2 separate regions of the Sus scrofa genome follow, and region 1 is linked to region 2. Evidence: chromatin contacts called from public HiChIP or PLAC-seq data. All regions are on one chromosome and are shown on one strand. The core of a region is the stretch at or near the end of the contact, and the rest is flanking DNA. Distances in the headings are between cores, read along the strand shown.

Region 1 (5,530 bases), core at 2,182-4,681, 440 kb after region 2:
GAGACTGAGGCTGGGGAAGCTGAGTAGATTTCTCAGGATCCACAGTGAGTAAGTGGGGAGTCAGACTCACTGCTGATACCGGGGCCATCGAGGAGGAACAAGGCTGAGAGAACAGGAGTCCCACTGGGGGGCCAGCCTGGACGGTGCTGGGATGACCGAAGAGAGGGGGACAGGGGCAGGCCGGTTGGTGTCCATGTTCCAGAGGTGCAGAGCAGCGGCACCTGGGAGGACTAGGGGGACCGGGCCTGGCTGGGGAGAGTGGGGCAGGCTTCTCGGTAGAGGTGTCCCCCCTTCCTCTCCTGTCCTGGGAAATGGACATGGAAACTGTGGGTGACTGTCTCTGACCCTTCATGTGGGCTGGCCACCCTCGGCTGGACCTGGAGAGCAGTGTGAAAAGGCTGAGCTGAGCAGTGGCCCCTCTCCTGGCCCCTCCTCCTGGGCTCCCCGCACCCTCCACCCAACCCACCCGGTGGTGCCAAAGCTTATTCTGCATCAGGAGGCGGCCAAGTGACACAAGGTGCTCTAACTTATCTAATTCATTTTTTTTGCTTTTTACGGCCACACCTGTGGCATATGGTGGTTCCCAGGCTGGGGGTCGAGTAGGAGCTGCAGCTGAGGCCTATGCCACAGCCACAGCAACATGGGATCCGGGCCACGTCTGTGACCTACACCACAGCTCACAGCAATGCCAATCCTTAATCCACTGAGCACGGCCAGGGATTGAACCCAAATCCTGACAGAGACAATGGTGGGTCCTCAACTCACTGAGACACAAAGAGAACTCTAAACTGAGTTAATTCTTACACCCACCTAATAGAGACAGGGGACGCGAGCTCACACTGTGAGGAAGCTGCCCAAGTCCCCAGCAGATGGGGGATTCCAACCTCAACTGTCTGTCTCCCGGGCCTGGCCCCTAACCCCTACCCAGACGTGGAACCCTGCCCACCCTGGCTCCCACCCTGCCAGGCTGCCATTCCAGCAGACACATACTCAAGGTCCCACTGCGTCCCCACAGCCCGAGCCTGGACTCACACCACACCAGCACATCCTCGTGATTTAAATCTTGGAGCGGCCACTTCCTCGTTTGGGAATAAGAACACAATCCCCCATTTGGATAGAACTCAAGCTTTTTTAAAGACATCGCTTTAAAAGAAGAAGCAAGAATCCTCTTTCAACCGGCTAACCTGGAAATGCACTCCACCTGCAGCTGTTTGAAAAGGTCAAGTGACTGCACCTCCCCAGGCCTCGGTTTCCCCTTCCGACATAAGGGGTGGATAACACCCATCACAAGGATGAAAGGAGATACCTTGAGCCAGGGCCAGGCACACAGTAGGTGCTCTGACGAGTGGGTTTTTTTTCCATCGAGGGTCACAACCACCTCCAGGACTCTCCCAGGGTCTGGCCCTGAACTATGGATGTTTTGAATCTTGGTGTGTTTGAAACATACAGAACATACAGAAATGAGCTGCCCCTGGTTGGAGCACTCCTGGCTGGCACGAGCGTAATCACATAACAAAGCCTCTGTTGCCAGAGTGTCTTCCTGGGCTGGGGGTACCCGGTCGCCTGCCTTCTTCCTCACAGCTTGCTCCGTGGGGGGTCCTGTGGTTACCCCACCTTGCAGGTGGAGAGACCAGGGCTCCGGCGCACAGCCAGTGAGTGGTGGAAGTAGGATTTGTTTTTCTGTAGAAGTATATTTATTGACATGGAAAGATGTTTACAATGTATTATTAAATGAAAAAGCAGCACATAGGGCAACAGAGTATAATTTGGGAGAGTATCATTAAAACATAACAGTGGTTGTCTCTAGGTGATAGGATTATGGACCTTAACTTTTTTTTTTTCTTTTTTCTTAGGCTTATGTGTATTTCCCAATTTTTTACAGCAGCTTTATGGAGATACAATTCACAATAGCATACAGTTTACTCATTTAGTGCCCAACTCAATGGCTCTTAGCATCATCACAGAGTCGTGCAACCATCACCACTGTGTTCTAATAGTGTCATCATCCCTTCCCCTCAAACCCTACCCATCAGCAGGGACCCCCACCCCCCGACTTCCTCCAACCCCCTCCCTAGACTTGCCTGTTCTAGACAATTCACACAAATGCATCCACGCACTATGTGGTCATCATGACCGGCTTCTTTCACTCAGTGTATCTTCAAGGCTCATCCGCGCTGTAGCGTGTCTCATTATGTCATTCCTTTTCACGGTCAAGTCATATTCCATCTTATGTTTATTAGTTCCTCAGTCGAAAAGCACTTAGGCTCTTTCTACCTTTTGGCTATTACAAATAATGCTAGTGATGTTTGTGTAAGTTTTGGGTGTGGACACACCGTTTCACTTCTCTGGGGTAGAGAGCTGGGAGTGGGATTGCCGGGTCATGGGGTAATTCTGTTTAACCTTTGGAGGAACTGCCAGGCGTTTTTCTAACATGACTGCACCGCTAACATTCCCGCCAACGGCAGAGAAGGGCATGGTGTCTCCACATTCTCACCAACCTGTGTTATTCTCTGTCTTTCGGATTCTAGCCACCGTAGCGGGTGTGACAAGGTCGCTCGTGTGGTTTGGGTTGCACGTGCCTGTCCCTGATGGCTGGTGATGTTCATGAAGCGTCTTTCATCTGCTTGTTGGCCATTTATCTTCCTTGCAGAAAGTCTATGTCCTTTGCCCATTAAAAAAAAGTGGGGGGGGGGGGCGTGGGAATTTCCGTTGTGACTCAGGGAGTTAAGAACTCGACTAGTATCCACGAGGATGTTGGCCTCACTCAGTGAGTTAAGGATCTGGCACTGCCGAAAGCTGCCGCACAGGTTGCAGATCCAGCTCGGGTCTGGCATTGCTGTGGCTGTGGTATAGGCTGGCAGCTGCAGCTTTGATTTGATCCCTAGCCTGGGAACTTCCATATGCCACAGGTGTGGCCCTAAAAAAAAAAAAGAAAGAAAGAAAAATGAGACGTGGCGTTCTCTTGTGGTGCAGCGGGTTAAGGATCTGGCGTTGTCACTGCAGCGCTTGGGCTGCTGCTGTGCTGTGGCTTCAGTCCCTGGCCCAGAAACATCTTTGTGCCAAGGGCACAGACAAGAAAAAAAAATTGGGTTGTGTCTTTATTATTAAATTATTGGCAGTAGGATTTGAACCCAGGTCCTGTTCTACCAACAGATCCTGCACTCGCAGGCGTGCACCCTTGCTTCCAAGGTGATCTGGAAGCACCTGAGGTCCTGGCCACCCTTGGGGCAGGTGAGGGCCAGCAAGCTGCCTGCAGAAGTGAGCCTGGCGGGGGCCCAGCCCACAAGAGGTGCCCAGTCCGCAGATGGACAGACAGATGAACAACTCTATCTCCAGGAACCAGTGAGCTAAAGGGGAAGAAACAAACCACTCAGAGTGAAAAGTCTGCACCCCAGAAGGAGGAAGCTCCAGGGGCCCTGCTCCAGGAGGTGGAGATAAAGCTCCACGCGGCCAAGCGGCCACCATGGCAACTGCTTCTCACGGAGGCGCTCAGTGCTGGTGACCTATCTGCCTGTTTTTAGGCTACTGACTGTTGGGCCATGTGCGGCTGGGAAGGGGAGGCCCAGGGAGATTATCAGGGAACCCGAGATCATATCTGTCCAGCGTGGGGGCTGAATGGGTCTGCAGGCGTGGCCGCTGGGCAGAGGAGAGTGGGGCCTGATGGGGTGTGGCCCACGGTGGCTCCGCTGCCCTGGCCATGGGAGCCCACTGTTTTGTTACCAAGGGAACTCGTGTCTTGAACATCTAGCTCTGGAGTCCAATGACCTGGCTCCAACCCCAGGCTCACTGTCTCCTGGTTGTGTGTCTGGGCAAGTTACTTCCCCTCTCTGAGCCTGGGTTCCCCTCCGGGGCGCTCTCTACGGATGGTGCTAAACAGGGTGAGATGAAATGAGAGCATAACATGGTCTTAACGTGGCCTCCGGTGGGGCCAGGCTGCTGGCGGCGCAGCTGGGGGCAGTAGGGCACCCACGGCACATCCCCGGGCCCGACTCAGAGCTAGAAGAAGGCCACCCTGGCCATCTGGGAAATAGAAGCCACAGGCTCCCCTGAGAGCTCCTGAGACCAGCCACTTGCAAGAAGCTTCGCCCTCAGACAGGAGCTTCAGTGCACGGCTGCTGAGTGGGCAGCTTCCGGAGACCCCAGAGCGAAGGTGGACCGTGCAGTGGCCATGACAGTAGCCCTTCACTCAGCAACCTGGGTTCAAATCCCAGCAGCACCACTTACTAGATATGAACCTTGGGCTAGGACTTGTCTCTCTGTGCCTTGGTTTACCCTTTGGAAAATGGAGCTGATGACAGCGCTTACTTTATAAAGTGGTTGTCAAGATTAAATGTGTTAAGACAGGGAAAATAAGGATTAAAGTCTTAGCTTTTTAAAAAATTTTTGGCCACACCCACAGCATGTGGAAGTCCCCTGGCCAGGGATTGAACCCATGCCACTACAGCGAAAACACCAGATCCATAGCCCACTGTGCCATAAGAGAACTCCAAGTCTTAGCTTCAAAATAAAGGTGAGGGAAGCTTCTGTTGTGGCTCAGAGGGTTAAGAACCCGACTAATATACATAAGGATGCAAGTTCAATCCCTGGCCTCGCTCAGTAGGTTAAGGATCTGGCGTTGCCGCAAACTGCGGTGTGGGTCATGGATGCAGCTCAGATCCACTGTTGCGGTGGCTGTGGCACAGATTTGCAGCTGCAGCTCTGAGTCGACCCTTAGCCCAGGAACTTACATACGCCACAGGTGCGGCCCTAAAAAAGACAAAAATTTAAACATCTGAAAATTAAAATAAAGGCTAGAGGAGTTCCTGCTGTAGTGCAGTGGGATCGACAGTGGCTCTGCAGCTGCAGGGATGTGGGTTTGATCCCTGGCCTGGCGCAGGGGGTTAAGGATTCAGCATTGCTACAGCTATGGTGTAGGTCACGGCTCTGGCTTGGATTCGATTCCTGGTTCTGGGAACTCTATCTATATGCCTTGGAGTGGCCAAAAAGACAAATAAATAAATAAGTGAATAAATAAGTAAATAAAGAAATAAACAAAACAAAGGCTAGAGCATCTTCCAAATCCTTTTATTTGGACCCTATGTCCCAAGATTCCTCCAGTTGCGTGGTGGAGGGGGAGGTTTTGACTATGGTGGCATTTCCCAAAGTGGCTTCCATAGCCCTCTGAGCTCATGAGATGGTCCAGGACAGCTGAAAGGACACCGTTGTCAGAGAGGCCTAGCTGCTGTGTAGACAAAGCCGCGGCCTCTCAGAATCTCACGATGCACCTGAAAGGCGCTGAGAAACCTTGCAGAGAAGAAACCGTGTCGTCGGATGTTGAAGTCGGTGTTTCCCAACTTTATTTGATTATGTTTCAGGTGGCATTTCCCAAACATATTTGACCAGGAACACCCTTGTGTGCCCCATTATCATTTTAAAATCCTCCCAGAACATCGCTGGTGATCAAGGTCATTTCTAGCTTGTCGTTTCTGCCTCACAGAAAAGACAGAAGGGTTTTTAAAGCTCATTATGCCCGCACAGGAGAAGCCCCTTC
Region 2 (6,099 bases), core at 2,692-5,191:
TCCTTTTCCAGTCGGGCATTAAATGACTTGCCCATTTCAGCACCATGATTAGAACTGGAATCAGATCTTTTTCTCTCAGAAAACCACCCCCCAAATGAATGTATAGTAGTTACAGGCAGTTCTGAAGTCAGTCTGCCCAAATTTTTTTTAACCATTTTAACTTTTTTATAACACTGTATTAGTTTAAGGTGTGCAGTATAATGATTTGATGTTATACCTTCTACTTCGATACCACCCTGAACACCCGACCTCCTCTGATATATGTATATATTGTGAAATTGTTAGCAGAGTAAGTTAATATCCATCCTCACATAGTTACAGTTTTTTCCCTGTGATGAGAACTTTCAAAAATCTAATCTCTAAGCAATTAATCTGCCTAAATTTGTATCTCAGCCTCATGCCTCTAGCCTTTGTGCCCTTGGACAAGTCACTTAACCTCTGTGAGCTTCAGATTCCTCTTTGGAGGAATGGGAAGACTGACCTGCACCTCTCAGAGTTGATAAGGCAGATTTTCTAGGCTGGCCGTGGCAGTGAAGATGCAGCCAGCCACGACCCAGCAACAGCTGCAGCCCGCTGCACCCCAGCTAAGACCCAGCCATCTCCTGTAGAGAGGAAGGCCAGGGGAGAAGGGAGCCTCATCCAGCCTCACCTGGCCCCGGGCCCTATCAGCCAGCCCCAGATGGCCCTGGAGACCTGACTTTCTCTCTCTTCCCCTCCCTTCTCAGTTGTGGCCATGCTTGGGATGCTGTCACCCTCTAGCCGGGGAGCTCTCATGACCACAGCCTGCTTCCTCTTCATGTTCATGGGGTAGGTGTGTCTGAGCGGGCCCCGGGGCTGGCACAAATCACCTGCGCCTCACTAACAGGTCTCCTTGGTGTGGATCCCTGCCGTTTCCCCACAGGGTGTTTGGTGGATTTTCCGCCGGCCGTCTGTACCGCACTCTAAAAGGCCATCGGTGGAAGAAAGGAGCCTTCTGTGTAAGTGTCCTGTACCTCCTCCCGGTGTTGGTGGGAACCGAGAAGCTTCCTTCTGGGCTCCTCAGGAGCAGTGTGGGCAGGTGCTGGTGGGGGTTTGGGTCAGAGGCTGAGTAGCAGCCTGGTGGGGGGCAGGAACACACGCAAGGGCTGGAAGCACTGGGCTCTTACCCACAGGCACTGACCCCTCAAGGCCTTAGTTGCCGCATCTGTGCAAAAAAGGAATTGAACTTAGGTGGGTTTAGCCTACATTGTCCCATGGCTCAAGTACAAGAAGAAATAGGGGATTCAGAATAGTAGGATTTAGGCACCAAGCCCAGGTGTCAAAGTTTAAAGTCAAAACCTAACAGCAGGGCTGCTGGGAGAACACCCTGCCCAGTGGTATAAAGAGAGAGTTACCTGCCAGCACCGGGACAGGCCAGGCCCCATGTCCCTGTCAGCCTGTTTTCCAGACTTTGGTGCGTCCATTCCTCTTCAGTAAGGTCAGCTCCTGGGGTTCTCTGTCCTCCTGGTGACGAGGAGAGTTCTTGGCAGCAGAAAGGACCATAGGAGCCAGAGGCCACCTGGGAGTTGACCCTGTCTTCCGGGAGCCCCGAACCCCTTCTCCCAGAGCAAGTGAGCCCTTAGAGGACCAGGGTAACCCCTGGTACCAAATCAGAGAAGCCTCTAAACCTGGCCTTCTGAAACCGTCCTCCTGGCTACTGAAGGCCCAGGGGAGCTCAGCATATCCCTGCTCTGGCTGATATCCTGGCACTTAGTAAGTCTTAGCATCAGGGACACCCTCCTTCCCTCCCCCGTTCTGACTTAAACGCCCTCAGTATAGAAGAGCTATGACGGTGATTGTTCTGGAAGGATCAAAAAAGTTTACTGAATTCTTGAATTCATCAGGCACTTTTCCCAGGCCACTGTGTGCTTAGAGAGGGGGATCTACAGAACTGTAAACCCAGCCCCCCCCTCCCCCCCGGGAGGCCTCCCACTAGAAACCTTCTAGGGTCTCCCTCTGCAGTCCCAAGGCAAACCTCTTCTCTCTGTCCCAGACCTCTCTCTGCATCCAGTGGCACCATCACCCACCCAGGCCTGCAAGGCAGACACCTGGGTGGCTCCCTTCCGCCTCCTCCCAAGTGCTCCGCCTCCCCTCACACCTCAAGTGGCATGAATTCCCTCCCATCTCCATCCCCAAGACTCTAGCCTGGGTTTAGGCGTATTTGCCTCTTGCCTATCCAAGGACCCCAGGTTTCCAGCAGGGTTCCAACCCTCCATGGTGTGCCCTGCCTCCCTCCACAGGCAGGCACCTGCTGCAGCCACGGCTGTGCAGGCGTATGAGTGCTCTGCTCCCCTCCAGCCTCTTTAAGTCTTAGCTCCTGGGACACCCTCCCTCCCTCCCCCATTCTGACTTCAGTGTCCTCCTTGGCAGAGGAGCCTGGGCAGAGCCTCATATCTACAACGAATGCCAGTGTCTGTGGTTCTCCATTTCTGGGTCTGAAGTTTTTTCATGTTCTTCCTGGTATCTAGCACAGTGCCCAGTCCATAAATTTTAGCCAAGAAGGAAGACAGATGAGGAATTCCCTGCTACACAGCAGAGTAAAACAGGAAGATAGGAAGAGGGGAAGTGACATTTGAGCTGGGTCTTGGAGGAAGAGGGTTTCAGTTGGATGGAAGCAGCCATCAGGGAGGCCTGAGGTTCTGGAATCTCCTAAATCTCACTCCTGGCTCTGTTGTTACCTTGATTGGAACCTTGACCAGCCCTCTGAGCCTTGGTTTCCCCATCTCTCCAGTGGGAGCTGGTTGTACCCACCTCTCAGGTTGTCGTGTGGATGGAAGGCTGCTGGCTCAGCCTTGGCACCCAGGAGGCAGATACCTGAGATGTCAGTGACTTTACCTACATAAGGCCTGGGTTCAGGGACATGGTAGAGCAGTGGCTAGTTACTGGGTGTGGGCGGCTTGGGGCCAAAGGTAAAGCTGGCCGCAAGGCCAAGAGCCAGATTGCAGGGAGGCTCAGGCATCGTGATCAGTGACCGTCCTGGATGCTCAGACAGCCGCATTGGTGGAGGAGGCTTAACTGCAGGTCTAGGGCTTTGGCTCCCCATGCCCGCGCCCCAGCCCCAGAGATCTTGACTGGGTGGAATACACTGCAGGGGTTAGGAGCGGGGCTCTGCAATCAGGATGCCTGGGTTGGAACCTCTGAACCCCTTAACAGACTGTGTGAAGTTGGGGTAGGGGTATTTAACATTACTGGGTCTCAGTGTCTTGTTTAAAAGGGATAATGACAGTCCTTCCCATCTGGGGGGCAGCAGGATTAGGTGAGATGATGTGTGTGGAGGCCAGCGCCCACCACCCCTAAATCCCAGTTAAAGCCTACCCTCCACGCTAGACAATTTGGATGGGGGCCCCGGCATTCATGCTTTGTAAAGTTTTACTTGGTCATCTTCACCAAATGCTTATTGAGCACAACTGTTCTAAGTGCTGGGAGCACAGTCATAAGCAGAACATGGTCCTCCCAAGAGCTTATTTATAGCTGTGGGGTAGGTGACACTGACCAGGTGACATCAGCTGTGATTACAAACTCGGGTGAGGACAAGGAGGGGGTGGCTCAGGGAGTTAAAAGGACAGAGAGCAGGAGGCTTGCCTAGTCAGGTCAGGGAATGCTTTGTGGAAGGGATTTTCCTTGAGCTGAGTCCTGCAAGACAAGGAGGGCTTGAGAACCTCCAGTCTGGGAGCCTCGACGGGGCAGGTGGGTGCTACACAGATGTAGCTCCCCAGCCTGGTCTCTCTCCTCCTAGACGGCGACACTGTACCCTGGCGTGGTTTTCGGCATCTGCTTCGTGTTGAATTGCTTCATCTGGGGAAAGCATTCGTCAGGAGCGGTAAGTGCCCTCCCCGGCAAGGGAGGGCCAGCTGAGCTCAGGCCCACTCCCACAGGTCACTTCCTGCCATTTCCTTCCCTTTTCTGAGTCCCCAGAGGTCTGTTCCCAGCCCTGGGGGTGAGGACTGGCCGGGGTTTCCCCAGCCCTGTGTGTCCTTCTGCCCTGACCTTCCTGTGGGCCCTTTCAAACAGCTGACCAAAGTTCACTTCTCTAAAGGGAGCTTTCCACGGTCCAGGGGCCAAGTGGGGAATCTCCCTTTGTCTCACCCAAGGGAAAGCTGCCTAGTATGACTTTATTAGTCAGTATCCCCAAGCAGGGCTCTCCTCCCCGCGTGCCCCGAGCTCAGCCACAGCCCCCATGGGAGGTCTATCCTCAGAGTGGGGAGCCTGCCAGCTCCAGTCATCACGCAGGATTGTAGACTCAATTGGGGATGGGAGACGGGGTCAGATTAGCAGGGTGGCGGTCAGGGTGGGACAGGCATTGGCCATCGCAGCCTCAGCAGATAGAGCCACCTCCCCTCCACCTGCCAGTACCTGCTGAAGATCCTTGGGTGAAGTTTCCAGTCCAGGCTGCCCAAGGACTGCGTTCTTCCCAGCAATCCAGGGAGCTGCCCTCAGAAAAGACAGGGACATATTCTTCCTCCCACTTCCTCTTTTTTATACTTGTCTCCCTTCTCTCTCTCCCAACATTTTTCTCCAAATTACCAACTGCTCATTATAAACAGTCATTGTAGATATTTTGGAAAGGAAGGTACAGAAGAGTTAATGTTGGGAGTTTCCATTGTGGCTAGTGGAAACGAACCCATCTAGTATCCATGAGGACGAGGGTTTGATCCTTGGCCTCACTCAGTAGGTTAAGGATCCAGCGTTGCTGTGAGCTGTGATGTAGCTCGCAGACATAGCTCGGATCCTGCGTCGCAGTGGCTGTGGTGTAGGCCAGGGGCTGCAGCTCTCATTTGACCCCTAGCCTGGGACCCTCCGTGTGCTGTGGGTGCGGCCCTAAAAAAAGACCAAAAAGGGGGGGGGGGAGTTATTGTAGATCTTTTGCATGTTTTTACAGACTTTTTACCTAGCTTTAGATATATAATTTTTAAATTATAAAAGCAAACATTTATGTAGTGCTTACTTTGGAATAAGTACTGTTCTAAGCACTCTGCAAATGTTAATTCATTCCATTTGCACAAGTCTTATAAAAAGGTAAAACTGGGATTAAAGAACAAAATGAAAAGTCAGTTCTAATCCCCCTACCCCGTCTGAGAAAGTGCAACTTTTTGTGCCTTTAGGCACATTTATATGTAAGTATTGGGGTGTTTTTATTAAAGTGGAGTCTTGTACACACAGTTTTATATCTTTTTTCACTTAGTGTAGATCGTGGTGTTTTCACTGAACAAAACTGGGAGCACACTATTTGTGCAGTTCTCTTTTTTCCCTTCATTCTGGCCCTTTGTTCCCCCTTCGTGCTCTCAGTCCTTCTTTCCTTGTTCTTTCCCCCCATCCTCCCTGGTGACAAGCTCCTGCAGGATGCCCTGCTCAGCTGGTCCTCCATCTGCCCTCTGCTTTTCCGAGGGGACAGCCCCAGGTCCCTCTGGCCAGTAGCCTGTGGGGAGCGTGTCTGCAGGACTTTCTCCACCAGTCTGGTCCTGCTGTGTCCCTCCTGCCCTGGGGCCCAGGAGGTCCCCCTCCCCCTCCCCACTTGGGCTTCAGGGCTGGAGGAGCCTCATGGTGCTGTGCCCACAGGTGCCCTTCCCCACCATGGTGGCCCTGCTGTGCATGTGGTTCGGGATCTCCCTGCCCCTCGTCTACCTGGGCTACTACTTCGGCTTCCGGAAGCAGCCATATGACAACCCCGTGCGTACCAACCAGATTCCCCGGCAGATCCCCGAGCAGCGGTGGTACATGAACCGATTTGTGGGGTGAGTCTCCAGCAGGGGCCAGGCAGGGGGCTTCAGGAGTAGGCAAGGCCAACACTCCCCTGAGCCATCTCCTCAGAAAGACGTGGATGAGGGTACCTTCCCCCCACGGGTGCTGGGACAGGTGCTCCTGCAGCCCCGTTGGGCTCTAGTCAACTTCGGGAAAGCTTAGCTTCACTCCAAGACAAAGAGGACCAAGTTGTAGCCAGACTTGGTGTTGGCCAGGGAAGGGGGCAGGGTGGGAAGGTGCAGTGAGACAGGTTAAGACTACCTTGGACCTTGCAGTTTCCGTCATGGCTCAATGGTAATGAACTCGACTAATATCTGCAAGGATGCAGGGTCAATTCCTGAC

The links. HiChIP or PLAC-seq counts read pairs in DNA pulled down with a chosen protein or histone mark.
Region 1: a contact with region 2 is called in an H3K27ac HiChIP or PLAC-seq map of alveolar macrophages. The contact joins two enhancer-like sites. A contact is called at or near these places in 1 of 47 Hi-C or Micro-C datasets (epiblast stem cells) and 1 of 2 datasets of contacts at active chromatin or transcription factors (alveolar macrophages).

What each region holds. Positions count from the first base shown.
Region 1 is chr17:36,251,195-36,256,724 of Sscrofa11.1, forward strand. It overlaps COMMD7 (COMM domain-containing protein 7), which reads right to left. Exons shown (of 7, transcript XM_021077441.1): 7 at 5,049-5,283. The coding sequence ends at 5,254. Among named protein-coding and RNA genes, the nearest start is that of NOL4L, 53 kb to the left of the region's middle. Within about 2 kb of position 3,432, at least 5 of the 83 cell types and tissues checked have an H3K27ac peak or open chromatin away from gene starts, as enhancers often do. A contact at or near this core is called in alveolar macrophages, where this site is marked.
Region 2 is chr17:35,808,615-35,814,713 of Sscrofa11.1, forward strand. It overlaps TM9SF4 (transmembrane 9 superfamily member 4), which reads left to right. Exons shown (of 18, transcript XM_005672825.3): 11 at 726-807; 12 at 902-977; 13 at 3,755-3,838; 14 at 5,575-5,750. Among named protein-coding and RNA genes, the nearest start is that of PLAGL2, 45 kb to the right of the region's middle. Within about 2 kb of position 3,942, at least 13 of the 83 cell types and tissues checked have an H3K27ac peak or open chromatin away from gene starts, as enhancers often do. A contact at or near this core is called in alveolar macrophages, where this site is marked.